Regions from separate parts of the Gossypium hirsutum genome. Here region 2 is linked to region 1. A link is a contact called in public Hi-C data. All regions are on one chromosome and are shown on one strand. The core of a region is the stretch at or near the end of the contact, and the rest is flanking DNA. Distances in the headings are between cores, read along the strand shown.

Region 1 (4,974 bases), core at 156-2,655:
AGGTCCTTCCTAGTAGGGGCGACGCTGGGGTTCCCTCTCCAATAAGCATAAGGCACCCTTTCCTTCCACTTCCTCCTCTCGTTGCCCTTCTTTATCTCCTTCAATACATTTCTCCACGGCCTTATATTGGTCTCAGCCCTAATAACAAATTAACCATTTCACACTCTTAGTTTCATAAACACTAAAAAGAAAAGCAATCGTATATATTTTGTAAATTAATCCATTATTACCAGCCCCAAAAGGACCAATCCGGGAACACAATGTCCAAGCTCCATTCATCAGCACAATACCGAAACAACGGCGGTGGTCGGGCATTTGGACCCTGAAAATCCCTTGAACGAACCACCGGCCGATCATCACAATCGAACATCAGCTCCAAGTCCGGCAACCTTCCAGGGTACATCCTTAGAAGCTGCAATATACCCCACAAAGTGAACTTATCTCTAGTCTGTATCGAGTTCCTGTATTTCTCTACGTATGCTTTTCCCTTCACTATCACCAGTCTGAAATGCGCCGTCTTGCGTGCACCCTCGATCATGTCTCGGCTGATCCCTGTCTGCTTCCAGTGCCGTAAATCTTCATGGATCCATCGGAAGAACGACGGGCATTCAACTTTTGATGTGTTCATGGGTGGAATACCGGTGGTGGTAGGATAGTCCTTCCGACATGTTTGTGTCTGGTTTTCAGTGGAACATTCGAGTGGGAACTCGGGCTTGTGTCTTGCCGTTGTTGATTTGGAACCCACGACCATGTTTTGATATGAAGAAACACCTGAAAAGAAGCACTACATAGAAAAAAAACAGCTATAAACATACGTATACATATACATATATATAATTAAGGGTTGTGCAAGACTTACAATATCAAGCCAACCAACGGAAACCATCAGAACGGTAATGAGAAAGACAGCGATGATTGTGGAAGCCGCCGCCTTCTTGACGGGCTGACAAGGCGTATCGATAATGGGTTTTTGTAACTCCAACATGGACATAAGACAGAAACCAGTTTGATGGTTCTGATTATTATTATTGTTCCTTTTCATTCTTCCATGGATGGAGGGCTTGTCATCGTCCAATTCTTGTTTAACATAGTATTTCTTCTTTATACCTAACATTGTTAAGCTCAAAGCCCCTTCAAACTTCTCCACCTCGACCAAACCAGGATCGATCCTTTATCAGCTAATAGACCAAATTAAGAAGGGCAGGCCAAGGGCGGAATTGAATGTCGTTTAGGTTTATGTATTAAGGCCAAATGAAACTTTCTTAATGACTTAAAAAGTTTGGTTATGTGGGGAAAGTCGCGGCTAGAGGTAAACTATAGGTTTAATTTTGTTATTAGTCCCTATGCTATGCAAAAATTATGGATTTAATCATTATACTTTAATATGATCAAATTTAGACTTGTACACTTTAAATTGGTCAATTTTAGTCCTTATACATTTTGAATTTTAAAATTTTAGTCTTTGGACAAAATAGTAGAAGTTAAATTTGTTCTGTTAGATTCAATTACTAGTCTTGTATTATATGTACAGCTGTAGACTTAGCTCATATTCTTTAATTGGATCATTCTAAGTTTATATACTTTTGAAATTTTAATTTTGAAATAAATGATAGTTATTAATCTATTAATTGATTTTTTTAGTGAGTAATATGTGAAACTAATAAGCTAACATGGCATTACACAATGATAATATGTTTGTCGCATTAGATTTTGAAAATAATAGACCTTAATCAAATGAATTTAACAGTTATTATTTGGTGAAGACTAAAATTTAAAAGTTTAAAAAGTACAAAAACTAAAAATGACAAAATTAAAATACAATAACTAAATCCACAACTTCGTAGAGTACAGGGGCTAATAGCAAAATTTATCCAAAACTATATATAAATCTCTGGCCTATATTTAATAAACAATATCAAAGAAGGCATGACTTGGTGGCAAATAAACATGTGGTAAGGCACAGAGTCTCACATTTCGCATGGAGGAGAAGGTTAATTTTGGTTAATATTTTTCTTGCTTTTAAAACGGAGATGGATGTTATCACGTTTTCATTCACATTTTCTTTTTGCTCCTTTAAACAATACATCATACTCGTGAGCAACGGTTCTCGAATTCCAGTCTAAAATTTTATTTATTTATTTTTTGCGTTAGTTAAAATTATTCTAAACCATTTTATATGATCGATGCATTTATTTATAGTTAGTATAAAAATATCAATAATTATAAAATTAAATAAATATTATAATAATATTATAACGAAAAATAAAAAAAAAATTAAACACATCATACTAAAAATAAATATGGATAGAAAACGCCCTCCATTAAAAAATGGATGAACTATTAGTTCATTTTTCCTAGTGCTATTCTACCGAACAAAGGATTACAACCAAACACAGAATTTAAGGCTCTGCTTTGTGTTGCCTATTACCTAAAACAAAGTTGACATTTTTTGGGTATTAATTTCTTTTGTCCAAATGAAACAACATATTAACATAAAGAAGAAAAAGGAAGCAACTTTGATTTGCTTAAATAAATGTAAATCCATAACTTGTTTTGGGTTTAATGCACTGTCACTCAAATCTAAGTAGTAAGATTTTTTGTGGGAAAGAATTATAAATCAGAAGCTAAATAATAAGTGTAATATATTGAAATGGGTCTTGTGATAATTTTAACTCAATTCTTCTGTTACGTATATCCTTAAGGTTCTATCTGTAATTTTGTTTTCTTCATGAGGGTTATGCTGAATACTCCACTGACTTAAAAGCTTCAAAAGATAATGAATTGATCTCGGTCTCCATCTTGAATAACATTAACTGCTTCGATACTATCTATCTGAATTAAAATTCTTTCAAATCTCTGATCAAAAGCGAGTTTCAACCCGTCAAGAATGCCCCAAAGCTCAGAATCAAAGACAGAACAATTACTCAAATACCTAGTAAAGCCAATAATTCATCTTCCATTATGATCCCGTAAAAACCCTCTAACTGTAGCGAACTCGTCTTCTGTTCTTTAAGTAATAAGACTTTTGATGTGAAGTAATAGACAAGTTATTTTTTATGGAAAAATTTGTTAATTTTAAATGAAAAATGTATATATATATTGTCATAATCGACAGCATAAGCCACTGCATTTGAATGTGAATGACAATAACAATAGCCCCAACCATAATCCACGCCACAAATAACTCTGGGAAGATCTAAGGAAATTATACAAGTCAAATTCAACCAGACACGGCAACACCAACGGTCTATATTTCAACTTGTCCTCTTCAATTAATAGAGTTGTACATTCCGCACAAATAGTTAATATTAATATAGAATTTTAAATCTCCTTTGTTTATTTTATTATTTTTAAGTGAAAGATCTAAAGAGCATTTAGTAAAAAAAATCAATTGAATCTTAAAAAAAATAATTTAGATTGAATTAGTATTAAAAACTTTGTTAAAGGGATATCGACGGTTAATGATTGAGTCGGATAACTTAAGCGTTGTTCAAACGTTGAGGAATAGAATCAAAGGACCACCGGCCAATGCTATGGCTCAAGCAATTCAGGATATGCTAGGCGACGGGTCGATTGGCTAAATTGGCAGTGGGGCGAGAGATAGGGCTGCAAATACTGCAACATCCACTAGAGGAGCTGCTACCTGTGATGCAAGAGGATAGGGATGGTTGCGCTATAGCTCGTGTAATTGTGCAACAGTCTTCACCTGTTCGGTTTTACGCTTTCTTTTCATTAATGAAAGGGTTTAAATATGCAATAGGTCCTTGTACTCTTCATAATTTAGAATTTAGTCCTTATATTTTTGTTTCCAAAAGTTTAATCCCTTTGCTTTTTAGATCAAAATCAAGTTCAATTGTTAAAACTATTAATTTTTTATGTTAAATATGTTGGTGTAACATTTTGAAATAAAAAAAATATTCACTTGATAGCAATGTTATTAAAGAAAATGAAGTTGTAACAAACCTAAATTAACTTTAATTTAACAAAATAATCATAACAATGTTGGACCTAATTTTTAAAATCTAAAAAGTAAAAAGACTAAAATCCTAAAAATGAAAGTATATAGACTAAATTCTAAATTTATAAAGAGTACATGGACTTATAACATATGAAAAGTATTTATAGACTAATTTGATCAATTAGTGAAATATAGAAACAATTAAAAAAATCGATATGTGGCATGACAAAAGCCATGGGAGAAGAGAGAAGAGGCACAAAATCGGCTCGATCAAACCTTTTCCCAAAGAGAGATCGTCGCCTACGAAAGGTTCGGCATAGCCATTATGGAAGGCAGTTTTTTAGATGTGACTCAAATTTTATAAAATAATTTGTGGGAAAGAGATTGATTTTTTGGAAAAGTTTATATTTTCTAATGTATGGATGATTCTGCATAAAATATTTTATGTTGTTTGGCTAATTTTTTCTGAAACCATTTTCTAAAAGTTGTTTTTAGTGAAACAAACACAACACAAAAATATTTGTTACAAAAATATCATAGTATAATTTCTTTTGTTAATAATTAATATCATATATAAACTTAATAACAAATAATGTCTAATTAAAACTTAATTTAAATTACATATATGAAGGTGCATATTGACATGTTAAAGTTGAAAGGGATAAATGAAGTTAAGCATAATTTAAACAAATACTCATATTTATATAATTAAAATATTCATATTTTATACTATGTTAAAACATGTCATAAGTCCCTATACTCTTCTTAAATTTGGAATTTATCCCTTGTACTTTTATTTTTGAGAATTTAGTCCTACTTTTTAGATTTCAAAATTTAGATCCAACTATTAACACTATTAAAATTATTTTGTTAAATTCAGGTTTATTACAAAGTTATTTTTTAGTTGCATGGTTACCAAGTAAGTATTTTTATTTAAAAATATCACATCAACAAATTAAAAAAATTAATAGTATTAACAATTGGACTCGAATTTTGAAATCTGAAAAGTAAATAGA
Region 2 (4,465 bases), core at 1,129-3,628, 130 kb before region 1:
CCGTGCTTGAAAATTGAAATAGCTTCATCAACCTGGAATGCATGTTTGAATTATTTTTATCTTCACATAGCTTTATATTCACAGGGCATTTAATTGATATATGTTATGGACTTTTTTATGTTTCTTGAAGGTTCTTCGTACGCCTGATTTTCGAAATTCTAAGGCTGCCAACGAAATTAAAGAAAGTAAGCGAATGACACACACACACACTGTTAAGTTTTGAAACTGTTGGCTCTGTAATTGTTGTAAACTGTTGTCATGCATGGATTTGATCTTTATTGCTATCTATTTGCTTAGGATATCGGAAAGGAAAGGGATGATTCATATTGTTAGTTTGTTTTTCATTTATTAGCTATGATTAACTTCGAATATTTCCTGTTGAATCACTAAATTTTATGTAAAGTCACAAAATGTTGCATAACTCCAATTCGAGTTAGCCTACTACTCTGAGCCCTATTTGACTTGTTTAACCAACCTGTTAGATTAGACCATAAGGATGGCATGGTAGTGGATGGTGCAAGTTTGGATACCCACGTATTCAGATAATATTTGGATATTAATATCTAACCCGCTACCAACCCTAGTTAGATATTGAGAAAATAGTTGAGAAACAGAGTATCATCAGGGCAGGCCTGCCCTAACTTTCACATATAAATAGTTTATTCCCAAGTTTGGCATAAATTATTAATGGGTTTTAATATCCCTATGTCTTGAATCTCTTCTTTCATAAGCATCCATTCTCTTAAGGTGGCATCATGTATTTATGTCTGATTTACAATTTGGGTTTAATGTTGTTTTGAATTCGTGATTTACAATCTGCAGATATGAAGCTTTTGGTGGAGTTATACAAGCAGGTAATGGCTGAAACAGTTCCCATAGAGAAATGTAATAATGCAGCAGTAAACCAACCAGTGCCAAGTGAATCTGGAATGAAGCAGAACCCAGAAGAGCAGCCACAACTTGTTAAGCCGGCAATATCTTCCGAAAACAATGCTTTTCGGTCAAGTAGTGTCTTAGATAAACAACAATCCGAAAATGGTGAAGCTCCCGGGTCATATATTGTTGGGGGATCAGCATTCGGGTGGAACTTTATCACCTTTACAGGTAACAAATCAGTCTATTATGGAGTAACCAAGGAATTATTTCGTAGTGCTCAAGCAAGTTTAGGTGAGTGACGTGTTTCTGATATGTATTGTTGGCTAAATAATGACTTTAACAGTAAATGCTTTTGGAGCTCTACCTTAATATTAACATCAAATGATTGTAGTGAAACGTGCTTATTAGGGTTTCAAGACGTATGTACGTATGTATGATTTTTTGCATTGCTCGATACTGATCTTTTTTATTAATAGCATTACAGAATAAAGAAATAAAGGCTGGAAAGCCCCTGGGACAAAGGAACAAGTAAAGTCCATAGTTAAACATAATGTAAAGAATCGGTACGATTGCTTGATCGAAAGTCCAGTAGTAGACCAAGAAAACTTGTCGTATCCTTACATCTTAAGATATAGAGGATGACAAAATCTCGCATCCTTTGAAGAGGCGATGGCCTCGATCAGGTCTCCCACCAAGAAAAGTTGAGGGCCTACACAAGGCCAAGATATTATTTCTCCAAAAAGTCCTCTTTAAGCCGGAAAAAAACAAGCGGAGGCAAAGGAGACATCCGACAACCAACAAGGAAAGGGAGAGGAGGAAATGGAGGGAGAAGAAAGGGAGAGGAGGGGTAAATGGGGAGATATGGAAGAAAGAGAGAAAAGGGAGTTTGGGAGAAGGCCAGCATGGAGGGGGCGATGATGGGTCGCCCACTGGCCACCAAGGAAGCGCAAAAGGGTAAGACCAAGGAAGAGTGAAGGAGGAGAAGCGTTTAGGGGAAGAGTTTTTCACAATGTATTACTTTTAACGAAGTAAAAAATTACAGATGCTCGTTTCGTTGTTATCCTCAAAAAGTTCCTCATTAGTTATATGAATGGAGTAAATACGTAAATTGCAAAGTAATTAGACACAGAATATTAATGTTTATATGTTGTATCAGCTAATCCATAATATCAATATCATATAAACACAAAATATTAGTGTTCATTGATTAGGTCAAGTCAAGTCTAGGTTGGGTTAATTTATAGTATCAATATTATATGTACTTAATCTTGATTTGGGTGAAAATATAAACCTTAAATTTTATACAAACTTAATTCATAATCATATTATTACTGCCCTTGATGTTGATTTTCATCTCATTGCCATTCTTATCAAAGATAATCTCAGCCCCAACCCATTCAAATGGACCCAACGGTGGTCAATGGCCATAATGTCAGGCCCAAAAGTTACCAATTTTCGCGAAAGAACAAAAGGTTAGAAGGCAATAGTGAGAAACTAGAAAATTTAAGAGGCGAAAACGCCAAAAAAAAGAAGTACAAAACCCTCCATGTCCTAAAAACCAAATAAAGAATTAAAAGAAAAAAAAAACCACCCAGATAAAGGTTAGGGTTAGGTTTAAGCACAGAAGAGGAAGAGCAGTGAAATTGGAGGCGGTGCCTACAAAGGAATATGTCGAAGAAGAATAATTTATCTCGTAGGAAAAAGCAGCACGAATTCGATCTCCAAAGTACGAATTTCTTCAATTATTTCCCCTTTCTCCTTTGGGTTTTCTTTTCAGTGATTTATGATTTTGTGTTTGTCTTGTCGAATTAGGGGAGAGAGAAGAGAAAGAAAAGAAGGTTAAGAAGCTTCAAGCGAAGAAGAATAAGATGAAGGTAAAGCCTTTTATTCTTTCATTTGTTAATAAACTTTATTTATTTAAGGACTTATATCATGAATAAATCTGTAATGTTAATTAGGTTGATGGTAGTGAGAAGAAAAAGAAGAAAGGTGGAAGTGGGTTTCAAGTAGGGAAAAGAAAATTGAAGACCAAGTTAACTGAAGTTGCTAAAGCTAAAGCAGCTCAAGCAATGGAGCTTGACAAATGAGCTTCATGGTTATGTAATTTTAGAGGGAATATTCAATATCCTCTTCTTCTTCTTCTTCTTTTTATTTCTGTTAAATTTTGATTATTGAGATGAATGCATATGTTAGCTTGAGAAATGAGAATCTTTTTGGGTATGACAGCATAATATTGGTTAATGAATCTATTTTAGCAAATCAATTTTCTTAGTTAAAAATGTATATCAGTTTGGAGTACATGGAAAGTGAGACAATATAATTGCTTCCATTGATGGTTGTTTAAGTGCTAGTGTGCAACAGTGCGTTAAAGAGGATGGCAATACTTATGAATGTTTATATTAAGGTTTTAGTAAATTTCGCTAGCTGTTTGATGAAGTTCAACTTGGCATGGTAGCTTACCCTTTTCGTTTAACAGCAAGTCAAATGTAATGTTTTTGTTAAAGAGTTTTATGATCTATGCTGTGGCCAATGATGGAAATTTTGGGAAATACTGTTGACATTTGATGAATAAATTTGGAAAGATAGGAAATTGCTTTGCATGTTTGCATTGTTAGTAATGGGTAGATGGGGTAAATCAAGCCATCGGTTCAGTTGCAATCTTGCATGGGTTTTTAGTTATTTGGCATAAGATTTAGGGTGGGTGGTCTGGTTTTTTCATAGTTCATACTTCATTGTTGAATGGTCAAATATTGAATGGTATAGAGTTTCATATTGTTGTCTTTCTTACTAGGAAAGGACATCTAATGAAAAAGTTTAGCCAAGACACATTAACGTGCCTCTGATCAAATGGGTTTGAGCTTTAGATGAACTTTTTTGCTCCTTGTTTTTTGGTTTGAGAAAGGACCATTCATAGATTAAGGAACAATTCGATACGTAACATGCCCTTCGGAGTCGGCTTGGATCAAAGGGATCAAACATTCAATGGGAAAAGCATACAAACAAAAGTAGAGTTTGCATCCGCGACAGGCGAGGGCATCCGCATACCTATTTTCTTTGATGTTCGCATTTTTTTCCAAGGGAAGCCCATCACGTAGAGTCCACAGCTCTGCCTTCACAAACTAGAAAAAAGAAGGGTTTGAAGTCCATTTCATCATCGACCAGTCTAGTCTTCGGAATTTTTTCTAAACAACTTGCTCTGCTACTATTGTTGTGTCTGCAGGTTAGGTGAAATGTGAAACTTTTCAAAAGTCAAGTTTGGTAATAAGAAAAAACCAAAGCAACTTGTCTTGACATTGGTACTAAAATGTCTGGACCTGCCGACCATATGCCTAATTTCACCATTTGAAACAAATTTTAATCTTCTAGTTCTTGATTTTTTTTAATTTATCTTTTTTTGCTGAAATCAAGCCAAAAGTGAAGGCAAAATCATTAAAGACGAGAGCAACTCAGTACGGCAACCTATGTTAGCTTTTTCAAGGATAAAGTAATATTTAGTCTCTTTTTTTTATATTGATTTTAAATTTTTCTCTCACATTAGTCTGTTTTCTTTTAATTTGATCCCAAAATTTGATTCTATCAAGATATGAAG

The links. A called contact is a pair of places that touch in the nucleus more often than the background predicts.
Region 2: a Hi-C map of leaf shows a contact between it and region 1, with 2.5 times the contacts expected there. The contact joins the promoter of LOC107900890 here to the promoter of LOC107900894 in region 1. A contact is called at or near these places in 3 of 34 Hi-C or Micro-C datasets (hypocotyl and leaf).

What each region holds. Positions count from the first base shown.
Region 1 is chrD08:50,841,183-50,846,156 of Gossypium_hirsutum_v2.1, reverse strand. LOC107900894 (O-glucosyltransferase rumi homolog) reads right to left here and starts at 1,405. Exons shown (of 6, transcript XM_016826670.2): 1 at 860-1,405; 2 at 231-784; 3 at 1-138. The coding sequence starts at 1,114.
Region 2 is chrD08:50,977,211-50,981,675 of Gossypium_hirsutum_v2.1, reverse strand. LOC107900890 (mediator of RNA polymerase II transcription subunit 2) reads left to right here and starts at 2,378. Exons shown (of 3, transcript XM_016826651.2): 1 at 2,378-2,602; 2 at 2,689-2,750; 3 at 2,835-3,135. The coding sequence starts at 2,545. The coding sequence ends at 2,963. LOC107900888 reads left to right here. Exons shown (of 4, transcript XM_041098294.1): 2 at 131-185; 3 at 823-1,104; 4 at 1,353-1,936. The coding sequence ends at 1,408.